3 separate regions of the Zea mays genome follow, and all the other regions are linked to region 3. Evidence: chromatin contacts called from public Hi-C data. All regions are on one chromosome and are shown on one strand. The core of a region is the stretch at or near the end of the contact, and the rest is flanking DNA. Distances in the headings are between cores, read along the strand shown. Region 1 overlaps LOC100383321 (NAD(P)-linked oxidoreductase superfamily protein). Region 2 holds the start of LOC100191526 (putative oxidoreductase, aldo/keto reductase family protein). Region 3 holds the start of LOC100383233.

Region 1 (4,225 bases), core at 26-2,525, 200 kb before region 3:
AGAGATGCTAAAAGAAAAGTAGTAGCCTGGATATTTTTATGAATTTGTTCATTAATAAATATGGCATTATCATTGCTATCAAAATGCATTCCATTTTCTACTACTTTCCAAATGCTAGGATGAAGAGAAAATAAATGACTACGCATTTTATGATTTCAAAACGAACAATCTTCCCCATCAAAGTGAGGGGGCTTGCCAAAAGGAATAGACAATAAATGAGCATTGAGTTGTACGGAATGCGGGAATAATCAAAAGAGTAATTTTCGTGAACCGTCTTTTTCTTTGAAGAAGAGTCGTCGTCCTTCGGTGAAGATTGGGAGGCATCGCTGTCGTAGACTATCTTTTTGAAGCGCCTCTTCTTCTTCCCGTCCTTGTTCTTGTTGTTTGAGCGTGAGTCGATGGACTTATCTCCCTTTGGCTCATTGTTGTTGACAATCTCCTTCTCCTTGTCGTCTATCACTATCCCCTTGCGGCTTTGTCGGCGCGTGGGGGGTTGCAGATTTCACAGGGGGGAGACGGGGGCGTTCATGCGGAGGGAGAGGCGGGGGCACGGGGATGGTCTACACTATTGACTTAATATGTAGTAAATATTATATTTGAATAAATATCTCAATACGTATTTATATAGCATATAAAAATCGTAGCAAAACACGAGCAACTGGCTAGTAGTTTATATAAGCACATATTCACCTGCTTATAGATTATTATAATCTAGGTATCTAGATTATATAATTCATCTAATAATTTATGTTGTTTGTTTACCCCTTAATTTATTTGAGTTGGATTATATAATCTATAGGCTAAACAAATAGGCTTTTAGTTTCCATCTATTCTGATTATGTTGGGCGGGAGCAAACTGACCTCGCAGTCAGACTGACTGCAACACTTATCTCTAAATTTTTCCTTTTATATCATACTATGCAGCTATGTCATCTAGATTCTATCTCCTACTTCTCTTCTTCTCACATCAGTTTCCTCTAAGTTTTCCCTCTATATCTCACTCCAACCATAAAATATTATTTTATAAACCCATTCATCATTTAATATCATTTTTTTTCTTCTAACAACTACTGCAGAGCATGGGTGAGCAGTGAGCTGCTGCCGTAACTCCAAAGCTGACAAGTTTTCTGTGCTGTCCACCAAGATTGTAGCATGTAGATGAGATGTAGAGGAGCTAGTAGCGGCTACCATTACGGCAATAAAGAGCCCGTAGGAAAAGCGGAGGGGGCAGCGAGCGGGTGCTGCATAACCTGCATTCAGTCTCAGGGTACCATTGCATCCCACTCGGCTCCACCTCGCGGCCCATATTTGATATTTCGGCTATGGCAGGTACAGTATATACTATATAGATATTGAAAACCCAACTTTGTGATCCTATTAGTATAATAGTATTCATTCTACGTTGGAATTTGAAAACTGGGGCAAAAGGTCATTGCGCCGTCGTCGTCGTCGTTCGCAAGCAGCAACCAGGCAGCTCCGGGCTCCGGCCATGGCATCACCACCAAGGAATGTCGGTACCAGGACTACCAGCAACCCGGAGATCCCAGAGTTCCTGGTGGGCCCGGCTGGCCGGCCGGTGCCGGCCGTGGGGCTCGGCACGGCATCGTTCCCGTTCGTGGAGGAAAACGTCAGGACCGCCGTCCTCGCGGCACTGGAGCTCGGATACCGCCACCTCGATACCGCTTCGCTCTACCGCTCCGAACGTGCCGTCGGCGACGCCGTGGCCGAGGCAGCGCGGCGCGGGATCGTGGCGTCCAGGGAGGAGGTGTTCGTGACGACCAAGATGTGGTGCTCGCAGTGCCACCCGGATCTCGTGCTACCTTCCCTCAAGGAGAGCTTGCAGTAAGCGCTTGTTGAGCTTAACTTTTTTGCTGCTTCTTTTTATTTGCTTTCAAATAGGATGGTAACGCTCTGCGGTTCAAATTTCGGTTCTTGAAAGGACTAGCAACAACAATTAGATCTGAATCTTAGAAACTAAATGCTTCGATTTCAGTCTGCCAGTTTTGCATTTGCAGTAGCTCCAAGTACCAAATACACTAAAATCAGTGTTTTTTTGTGGCAATCAAGGTTCTTATCTCTTCATCTGTAGGAACCTTCAAATGGATTATGTTGATTTGTACCTGGTTCATTGGCCGATAGCTGCAAAGCCCGGCAAGCCACAGTTCCCGTTTAAAAGGGAGGACATCATGCCCATGGACCTAATAGGTGTATGGCGGGCAATGGAGGAATGCCACCGGCTTGGCCTTGCTAGGATGATTGGTGTCAGCAATTTCACAACAAAGAAGCTCCAAGAGCTACTGGCCATTGCTAAAATCCCCCCGTCAGTAAATCAGGTCTGTGCAGATCATATGAGTTAGGTGGTGGCAATGGCAGTAAGCCAGTAACCTCAGTTAGTTGTGGGTCTTTCAGGTTCTTGTAGTCCTTTTCTTAATGATTGATAAGCATGATATACTCTATATAAGGCCCCCTTTGGACATTTTCACGTTTCATGCGTTTTTGTTGTAAAAAACAAACTGATTCGTATAAAATTTCTATACAAATTACCGTGAAATTTCTACTGCGCAAAAGACCACAAAAGGAAGAACAGGATGTTTTACTGTATTTATTTTTATCGAACATGCAGAATAGCTGTGTGCCTTTCTTTTCATCAAAGAAGAAAGAGTGTCACATGGATATTAATATTCCATATGAATATAGAACATTAGAACTTGAAGGTTTTTTAATATGTAAATAGTCATCATTGAACGAAAAGTGGGTGTTTTAGGGGATAATTGTTTCAAATTAAAAATAACTTTGTATATTGTATATCCTCAAGTATACCTACACCATACACTGACATGTGAGATAACCTTGGCTTGAGCAGGTTGAAATGAATCCAATTTGGCAGCAGAAAAGGTTAGCTGAGTTCTGCAAAGACAAAGGTATTCATTTGACTGCCTATTCTCCGCTAGCAGGCCAAAGCACGTCTAAGGTCAATCCAGTAATGCAGTCTGAGGTTCTGCAAGAGGTTGCAAAGGCTAGAGGAAAGTCAGTGGCTCAGGTATTACCAACTGATCCCTCAATGTGTCTACCTTAAAGTGTAGCAGTTGTTCAAAATTCTGGCCACAGTTCAATTTTTTTAAGGCTTTCAAAGGTAATAACTACCGGATTTATATTAGCACCTTTAGCTTAATGTATTGACTAAGTATGTGCAGTTTGTATTCTTCAGAATGGTTTTCTAAACTCTTTGTATGATGTTAACACTAATCAGCATAACTACTTTTCGTTCTCTCCTAGATTTCGCTGAGGTGGATCTACGAGCAAGGCGCTAGCGTGGTTGTCAAGAGTTTCGGAAGGGATAGGCTCAAGGAGAACGTGGAAATCTTCGATTGGGAACTGACCAATGAAGACAGGCGTAAGATTAGTCAGATACCTCAGCACAAGAGGGTCACAGTGTTGGGGATCCTCAGCCCAGACGGCGTCTCCAGCGTGGATCTTGCTGAGCTTGATATTGTTGAAATGTAGCAGAAATCTCCATCTATCAGGTTGCAAGGACAAAAAATGGTGATTGGAGTAGCTTTCATACGGCTACGTTGAATCAGTTGCTTAGATACGGCCATATTGAATCAAGAATTAGAAGTAGAGGACGATCTCTCTACTTGTCGTCCGGACCTCATTTTCTTAAAATGTATTTTCAGGTGTCTGACCTTGTCCTGAAATGCCATCCAGGCCATTACTTTTTAGAATGCCATTTTTAGATCTGTTTGATCTAGCTTAAATAAGTTACTAGGCAAACAAACAATACACATTATTAGATAGATTATATAATATAGATACCTATATTATAATAATCCATAATCAACTTATTAAATGCTTATATAATTTACATGCTAGATTATATCTATACTACTTATTAAGACAGTAAAGGTAGTCTGTCGTTCTGCCGTTCTGCCATTTTACGATCTCAATCATCCGTTCTACCATTCTGTAATCTCAGTCGTCCGATCCTACGTTTGAGTCTCGCTCCCCGATCCCGCACACCGGTCCCGCTCCTAGATCGCGCCCCGAAACCCTCTCGCCTCGCCTGGAAACCGTCGCCCCCGACCTCCCCTCTCCTCCCCCGATTCTGGCTGCCGCCCCAGGCTCGCCCGCCCCGAAATCCTCCACCGTGCCGCGCCGAAAACCTCGCCCACCACCACCACGCCGCGCACGCCCCGGTCTTCGTCGCCCTAACCACGCCCTTCCA
Region 2 (4,252 bases), core at 841-3,340, 150 kb before region 3:
CTCGGTGTATTAGCTAGGCAAGAGAATCCAAACAACCTACAAATATTTATCCTAAAGTAATGAACCAAGGATCTATTATGCATCCTTGAGTCAAGGCACAACATACCGCCAACTCTAACTATAAAAGATAAATTCACTAATTGAGATAAATTATTGAATGCAGCACTTGAGGGCTACATTTACACGCCACATGTTACCTACAATAAGACAAAACTATGGGAAAAGAGAAAAAAGATGTAAGTGTCGATGATCATTCAAAAGCCTCCTCGATCAGATCGACTATCTTTTCATGTATCATTTATATATCTACTATATGGTTTACTACATAGATAAAAATGACAAGAGAGCATTATAGGGAGCAATAGGCAGGACCATGATATTATAAGCCAAATATGTGGGAGTGAATTTGGATAATCTAAACTCCAATTGGAGTCTACTAGTTTCTTTGAATATCATATATGGGGTCTATTTGGATTTGGACAGCAAAAACATGCAAAACAATTTCTGCAATAGTTGCTCATGAGCTGAGCAATTTATGCAAACAAATTACAATACATCTTCAGCTATCGTAAGTGTAGCTGCATTGTATTCATCTGGAAGCCAGAATGCAAGAAGAAAAAAAAATATTGCAAACAAGTTAATCGCGTTGCAAGATAAGGCCAGTCCATTAAACCCTAGCCTATAATATGAAATATTATAATTTGGACCTTCAACTAGATGCCTTCTTCCCAACACCCACTATGTTAACGATGGGTATGATGCTTTTTTCCAACTTTATTTCGAGCCATGTGGCCTCACTGAATAGATGAAGAAGGCGTAAGTTTTAAGATGTCCACATCCTCCTTCATTGTTTTGATGAACATCATTATATCGTTAGTGTATAAGGAGGCATGGAACCATGTTGTTGTGTATAAGGTGGCATGGAACCATGTTGTTGTACCTCCAAGCTTGATGAGGAGCCTTTTTTATTTACACACGAGAGTATACATTACATGGCCCGATCGCTTGGATGAAAAGTGAGAGCGATAAGGGATCGCATTATCTGATGCTACGATCATGTTGGATCCGGTCAAGAGAGATGCCATTGAACAACATCTTGGGTGTTGGTGTCCTTAACACCATGATCACATAGTTTATCCATTGTGGAGGAAAACCCTTGTCCAAAAGGGGTAACGAGTAGTCCTGACTCACCAAGTTGTGTCCAACTTCAACACAAGAGTCATGGTTTCCTTCTTAAGGAATATCCTCTAGCAATGTTCTGAGTGTAGAAGAATTTATCAGTATGTCGTGCCACTTGAAATAAATTGTATTCAAAAGCCATGCTAGGTAAAATGACAACATTTTTATGACCATGTTAGTAACAAAAAGCATAGATGAGATATAGATCGGCCTCAAATCTTATGTGTTTTCTGCTCCTCTCTTTTGGCATGAAGTTCATTTTTATTCTAGTGTTACTATTGTTAGATCGACACACTGAATATCGTAGAAAATATATGTTGTCGTCGACGTATCCTGCTTTAAACTATCAAAACAGACTCCCTATCTCACTCAATTATTTTGTTTCCTATTTTAAACTTCTTTTTGAAGACAGTACATCTACGTTACAAAACGGTGTTATACATGTCTTTATGCACGGCGTTGCTGTAGTTGGCATTATGATCTACGAGCATCGTTACTTGAAGAAGAAGAAGAAAAAAAAGGGCATACGAAGCCGTCTAGGCCCAAGCTTTGTCTTGCGGTCGTCCGGCAATTGTGTGGCCGATTTCATCCTCGTGGAGGGGTTGTCAAGCCCTGGAAACCTCGGGAAGATCCAAAATGTTCTCCCTTTCACCAAACGCTGGTTTTCTTTTGCGCAGACAAAGCAAGCCACGGCAAGAGCTCCAAATTAAACGCACACTGTTATCACCTGTGGAAGCGTAACTGGTGACGTCAAAACACTACTCCGATGGTAAAAGTCCCCGTCGGGTCCCATCTGCTGAATGCCAACGCGATGAAGTACCGAGAGCTCACACGTCGCCTGTCCACATACCAGCACGGGCTCAAGGCTCTGGCTCGCGCACCCCTGTCCCTCCCTGTTCCGCACCGCACACCTAGACTAGACGCACCTCCAACTGCAGCGCGCCATACTTGACCGCATCAGCATGGCATCCACGGGGACGACGGCGGCGGCGGTGCCGGAGGTGACCCTGCGGTCGGGCAACGGAAAGCCGATGCCGATGGTGGGCATGGGCACGGCGTCGTTCCCCGTGGTGCACGAGGCCGTCAGGGACGCCGTGCTGGCGGCCATCGAGGTGGGGTTCCGCCACTTCGACACGGCCTTCCTGTACGGCACCGAGAAGCCGCTCGGCGACGCCGTGGCCGAGGCGCTGCGGCGCGGCCTCCTGAGGTCCCGGGAGGAGCTCTTCGTCACGTCCAAGCTGTGGTGTTCGCAGACCCACGCGGACCTCGTGCTGCCGTCCCTGCGGGAAACTCTCGAGTGAGTACTGTACTCTGTAGTACTGCTACCACTCAGAAACCAGCTGTAGTAGTAAATGATTTTTTTTCTCTCTAACAAAAAAAGGCGATTCTTGTCTTGCGTGCCGACGACGTGCGTGCCGTGTGGGATCGAGCAGGAACCTGCAGATGGAGTACGTGGACCTGTACCTGATCCACTGGCCGGTGTGCCTCAGGCCGGCCGGCGGGCCGCCCAAGTTCCCGAACAGGAAGGAGGACGCGGTGCCGCTGGACGTGGCGGGCGTGTGGCGCGCCATGGAGGAGTGCCAGCGGCTGGGCCTCGCCAGGGCGATCGGCGTCAGCAACTTCACCACCAGGCACCTGGACAAGGTCCTGGCCATCGCCGCGGTCCCGCCCGCGGTGAACCAGGTGGAGCTGAACCCGGCGTGGCAGCAGCGGACGCTGCGGGCGTACTGCGCCGACCGGGGCGTCCACGTCGCCGCCTACTCGCCGCTGGGAGGGCAGAACTGGGACGGGCGGGGCAACGCCGTGCTCGACTCGGAGGTGCTCGCGGAGATAGCCAGGGCGAGGGGGAAGACCGTGGCACAGGTGAGCGTTACGCTAGCTGCCGGCTGCGTCTTCTGGCGTGCGGTAGCAGTGTCGTGGACGTTTGCCCCGGCCGGTGAAGGTTTGGTTGATCACGCGTTCGTCGTCTACTGTCTGGTCTGCCACACCATTCTATTCAGTTTTGCCTTTGTCTTCCCGTATTACCAGGTGGCGCTGCGATGGATACATGAGCAGGGAGTGACGTGCATCGTCAAGAGCTACAACAGGGAGAGGCTGAAGCAGAACCTCGAGATATTCGACTGGGAGCTGACCGATGACGACCGGCTCAAGATCAGCCACATCCCGCAGAGGAAGGTTGTCGAGGCCAGCGGCTTGTTCTCGCAGGAGGGTGAGTTCACGTCCGTTGATCCAGCGGAACTGAATATTGTGGAGGAATAGGAACTGGACTGGAAAATGGCCCCCGCCTGTCGGTGTTGCTCCGTATAGGAACATACGAATAATAAGGCAACGTTCGCCCTCGGTGTTTCGGGGGTGTATTCCACGATGTTTTCCATCCCCGTTCAGTTCAGTAAAGATTGTGATCGTATAATATTGAGGACTTCTTTGGAACGGTCGAGCTATAGTACATGGTTCCGTAAACTTTGTATGAATTTTCTGATCTAAATAAAGTGGGGTTTTACGAACAACTACGTTTCCGTGTATATTTGAGTATAGAGTATAAAACATAAATATATGTGTGTTTTGTTGGTTAGTTAGGTGTGAATATAAGTTTAGAGCCAATAACTATGTTTTAAATATGTATTTGTACATATTTTTTTTAGTTTTTTACCAATTAAATGTTAAAATGTGGATTCGATCGAATCAGTGGACTGAGGTTGATTTAAAAAACAAAGAGCCTTTTTTGTAAAAGTAACGATGATAGAACCGTGAAAATGTAATCAGAAAAAACTGATGCTTTAATATAGTACAAAGATCTTCCTCAAATCTCCACATATGCCACATCCTTGCCACATCTCAGCTTGCCTAGTCAGCGCTGCCAGGTGACATGGGAGCCGCCTCACCATCTCACCGCATGCCCGGTCCACGCCGCATGCTGCCCCATGCTACAATGGAGCAGCCTTCCGGTTCGCTCATAGCTCCTTACATGCCTCACAGCTCGTACAGGCTTCGCTTCCCTGCGACCGTGAAGCGACCTCGCTGTCAGAGGCCGCCTTGTCGTAGGTCGGAAGTTAGTCTATCTTAACAGACACCC
Region 3 (4,448 bases), core at 1,545-4,044:
GACCCACTAACCAACCGGCCTGCCCGTCGAACAAATACTGCTGAGCAACCCAGCGAGGCGGGGCGGCCGACCAACCTGACCACCGATCAACCCAACGAGGCGGGGCTACCGACCAATCTGTTCGCCAAGCAACCCAGCGAGGTGGGGCTGTCGACCAACCTGCTCGCCGAGCAACCCAGCAAGACGACAGTCGGCTCTTAGGCGAACACCTCTACTGAAAGGAAGAGCCGACCTAGTACTATCGAGCCACCTCAGCACGATGGTACACCACCAAGCCATGCCTAGATCGTGGAAGCGATACCGAAGGGTCTCTATTAAGCACGACGCTGGATACGTATCCCGCTGACCAGTGGAACCGGACAACCCTAGTCGCAGGGCCTCAGCATGGGGTCTCTAAAGTACAATCTGCTGGGTTTTGACATCAGTGAGGATAAGTCACGTACGAGTTCAGGGCACATGATCTTTCGAAGTGCCATAGGAATTCTAAGAATAAGGGATGGTGCCAACGAGAAAGAGACCCAGCTATTGTACTGGTAGAGAAGTGACTCGACTGGAAAGGCAGCTACCTTGGTTCTTCGAATAGGTGTGGGTAAACTGCTCGCATTTTCCTATGTGGGTGGCGAAAGATTCTTGCTAGATTTGGATCTTAACTCATACCGCTGTTGTGGCTTGAAGGGAAAACCAATTCATCCTTATGCTTTTTGCGCTAGATAAGAACAAGAACTTCCCTTTAAGTCTTTCCGTCTTTCTACCTGACCTGCAGAGGACTAGATAGAGGCTGGCAAGCCATAGACTCATTGGGGTCTAAGTAAGTACAAACAACTTCAACTCCTCGCGAACCGACAGGACAGATTTCCCCGGCAGCTGCAGCTACTGGTATCAGCACCAACCAACTCTATTCTAGCCTCGTAAGCCACTTCTCCTCTCCCGGCAGGCTTGGTCTCGCCTTCTCCAATTATCGGCATCTCTCTCCTATTATCGTATGAGAATTCTAGCCAGTCACTTCGGGAAGGAAGTCAACTGCAAATAGCCAGCCTCCACGAACAGCAAAGGAGCTACGGCACTTCTGGCACTATCCTCAAACCCATATGGCGCGTCGTCAACCCAATTTGCCAAGCGTCAATCTCAATCTTCCAAAAAAAGGAAACTAGCTATCTAGAGGAAACTAACTATCTCTATCTAGAATAAGCTGAGAAAGGTACCGCTGTCTATGAAGCAAGGTCAGAATGTGCCGCTAAGATCCCAGCCAGGCTATGATAGCAGGAATAAGAAATTGCCATAGGGGAATCCATTCATTCTCGACCATACAAGGAGTTTAGTTTCGAGGATAGCGTATTCGTCCGAAGTCGTATTAGTTGGCATTGTCACTGGAACAGTTTCACTCATACGCCGGAAGGGACGAGGCAATACACCGTACCAGGCATACGCCTACACATGATCAAAGGTGACACTAAGGGGATGACGGAAGATGAAGTTGTACTAAAGGTGACGCTAAGAGGATGACGGAAGATGAAGTTGTACTGAAGACATTCCTAAACCTCACCTCGAGCTGACTCGACCGAACCCACCAAGCACCGCTACGTCTATATCGGAACAGCTACAGGAACCCATTGGCTAACGGACGAGACGCGACCCATACCAGGGGTACGGCGGCGCACGACCCAGCAGACGACACCATAAGGGCTATGAGGCCCAAAAGCGGGAGGCCGAACTCCATCCCAGTAGAATACAAGTTTGTAACGTCTACCTTGAGCTATAAAAGGACAATGCAACCCTCATCCAAGACGACATCCCACAGCTTCACACAAGCACCCAACTGTAACACGCTCCAAGCAATAGTACTGTCATCAGTCATCACTACACTGGACTAGAGCTCTAGCCTAAACAAGTATAACCCACTCGTATCAGATCCACCTTCGAGCCCGTGTAGGTCACCGTTCGGGGTGAGTCCGCACTAACACCCCTGCCGAATACAAATCTTATTGTCCTCTGGTTTCAGAAACCATGAGAGTCCTATTTCACAAAATTTCATCAAATAATTATAGGACTCGGTCCATTATATCCTAAATATAGGACCCCATATGCTGGAGCCCTATTCTTGTTTTGTACAATATTCTAATATTTTATTTCCTAAATAATATGATTTGTTTTCTAATAACGTTATATAGGAATCAATTGTTGGAGTTGCAAAAAAACTTGTGACCCTAAACACTTTAAATCATATTGTGTTTTAAATTTCAGGACTCAAATATAGGATTTCTTGATAGAGATGCTCTGAGCTAATAATTAGTTCATTAGCTGGCTCAATCTAGCTAATGATTTATTAGGTGACTAACTATTACCTCTCGATAATAAATTATTAGCTGGGCTGAGCCAGCTAATAAACTAACTGCTAGTTGTGAGGTAGCTAACAATTAGCTATGATATTAACCAATGGTATTTGAAACCCAACAATTATTTTTAGTAGATAACTATTAGTTTTAATAGTTCTAAACTAGGTCTAAATAGGACCTAAAGCTAATAAAGCTAGCATCTAGAATTTCCATCAACAATATCCTAAAAAAAACTGGACTGAAAATGCACTATCGAGATGACATATGACGAAGAGATAAACCCAAATGGAATGGACCACGAGGGAAACCAGCAACCGTCATCGAACTCGTAGGGAGAGCCAGAGGGACACGATCACACGAGACTCCGAGAGGACCGGAGAGCCGGACCGGAGGGTTTCTCTTCCCCCGCCGAGACAGACAAGTACTCCACCACACACACACACGCGCCTCCCCTCACGAAATTCACAAACCCACCGGAGGCACAGAAATTTCCCAGCGAAGGAAAAATCCAGTCCGAAATCCAGCGCTCCAAATCCGTTCGTCCCCAAGGCGCTCCCCCGAACCCGTCCCGAATCCCGCAAATCCCCGCTGAAATTCCCCAATCCTCCGTGCTCGCCGCCGCCCTGCGACCGGTCCCGCCCGCCTCGTGTCGGAGCCGCTGCCGCGGATTTCCGCCCGAGGGTTTCGTCTCGCTCTCGCTCTCTCCGCCCTACTGCCGCCACAGATTGGCGCGACCGACCCTTCATCGAGGGCCTTCTTCCGCCCGCGAGGCCGGGGCTCCTCCCGCGGAAATTCACTCTCGTCCAGAAGCGGCGGCGCTCTCCTCTTCATCGCCGCCCCCGCGCTCTTCTGGTACTCGAGTGGCGTGGGGTGGAGATCCACCAGGGCGTGGATCCATTCCTCTTCGTTCGGTGGTGAGTAACCCTAGCATGGATTGTTCGAAGGATTCCCGTTGTTTTCATGTACCTACGGATTTGTTCTCGACGTGATGGTCTGCTAATACAATCTAATCCTTGCATGGCTCTATTAGGTTTTTATCCTTCAGGCGCGGAATATCAATCTATAGAGGTGCACGAGGACTTTATATATCCCCATATTTTCGGGGGTTCAACTGAACCCCCATGCCCCACGCTAAGTCCGCCCCTGGTGGTGGTGGACTGGATTGGTGGACAGTGCTGATTTTGTCGCGGGCATGGAGCGAAGTGAGCCCTCGCTGAAGCCAGAATGGCTGCTGCGGCCCACAGTACCTGCCACAACCTATAAGCCGGCGACTTTGCCCCACACAGGTGAGCTTGCCGTCTAAATCCCAACTGTCTGTTTGTTGCTATGGATAACATTCGTGTGTGATTCATTGCACGTTACGTTTATGGATGTTACGGCGAGAAGTTGCAACAGATAGGTTTGTAGTGGCACCGGATAGTATTACAGTGGAAGTTATCCCGCTGGTACCTAGATTTATACATGCCAAGTGGTGCCTTTTTTGTGCATGGTAGAAGCTAGTTCAATTCTATGTCGAGAAATTACTACTCCAAATTCCATGCTAGTTTCTTTAAAACAAGCTTTCCATTTATGCATTGTGGTACATCAGCGATATTTGCATGAAAAGTGTTACAATTATTATGCTGCATGTAAATCAGGACAGTTTGTGGTGGTGCATGTTATATTATGTAAGTTTTGCTAACTATGGTTACTATTGAGGGAGCTGTTAGGGAATCATTGCTTTGGATATAGCCTTGCCTTTTATATTAAGAAACTGACGTTTCTCAGTATTTTGTGACAATGTAACTGCACTGACTATTGTGGAGTTTGGGGTTGTTTGTAAGGCCCTGTTTGGGATGGCTCCAGGTTCCAGCTCTAGTGTGGAGCTGTAGTTTATAATATCAATTTAAATAGTTTTAAGATATTTTAATCTAAATAATAAACGAAATGACTTATCTAAATGCCTTCTAATGACTTACAACTTCAGCTCCACGATTTTCTAGAGCACCTAATGACCTGCTCCACCAACTCTACCAAATTTTTTTGGAACTGGAGCTATCCCAAACAGGGCCTTACAAACAACCCCAAACTCCTTGGAGTAAAAATGGGAACAGCTTGGAGGTGGTTCCAAGCATT

Evidence for each region. A called contact is a pair of places that touch in the nucleus more often than the background predicts.
Region 1: a Hi-C map of tassel shows a contact between it and region 3, with 3 times the contacts expected there. The contact joins the enhancer-like site here to the promoter of LOC100383233 in region 3. A contact is called at or near these places in 3 of 25 Hi-C or Micro-C datasets (ear, leaf and tassel).
Region 2: a Hi-C map of leaf shows a contact between it and region 3, with 9 times the contacts expected there. The contact joins the promoter of LOC100191526 here to the promoter of LOC100383233 in region 3. A contact is called at or near these places in 2 of 25 Hi-C or Micro-C datasets (leaf and tassel).

Annotation. Positions count from the first base shown.
Region 1 is chr10:123,074,091-123,078,315 of Zm-B73-REFERENCE-NAM-5.0, forward strand. It overlaps LOC100383321 (NAD(P)-linked oxidoreductase superfamily protein), which reads left to right. Exons shown (of 7, transcript NM_001354326.1): 3 at 1,077-1,329; 4 at 1,429-1,842; 5 at 2,090-2,333; 6 at 2,864-3,040; 7 at 3,277-3,680. The coding sequence starts at 1,490. The coding sequence ends at 3,504. Among protein-coding and RNA genes, the nearest start is that of LOC100383321, 8.4 kb to the left of the region's middle. Within about 2 kb of position 1,276, at least 11 of the 20 cell types and tissues checked have an H3K27ac peak or open chromatin away from gene starts, as enhancers often do. A contact at or near this core is called in ear and tassel, where this site is marked.
Region 2 is chr10:123,116,929-123,121,180 of Zm-B73-REFERENCE-NAM-5.0, forward strand. LOC100191526 (putative oxidoreductase, aldo/keto reductase family protein) reads left to right here and starts at 2,091. Exons shown (of 1, transcript NM_001136957.1): 1 at 2,091-3,684. The coding sequence starts at 2,623. The coding sequence ends at 3,438.
Region 3 is chr10:123,267,618-123,272,065 of Zm-B73-REFERENCE-NAM-5.0, forward strand. It overlaps LOC100383233, which reads left to right and starts at 2,795. Exons shown (of 6, transcript NM_001175895.1): 1 at 2,795-3,247; 2 at 3,364-3,619. The coding sequence starts at 3,526.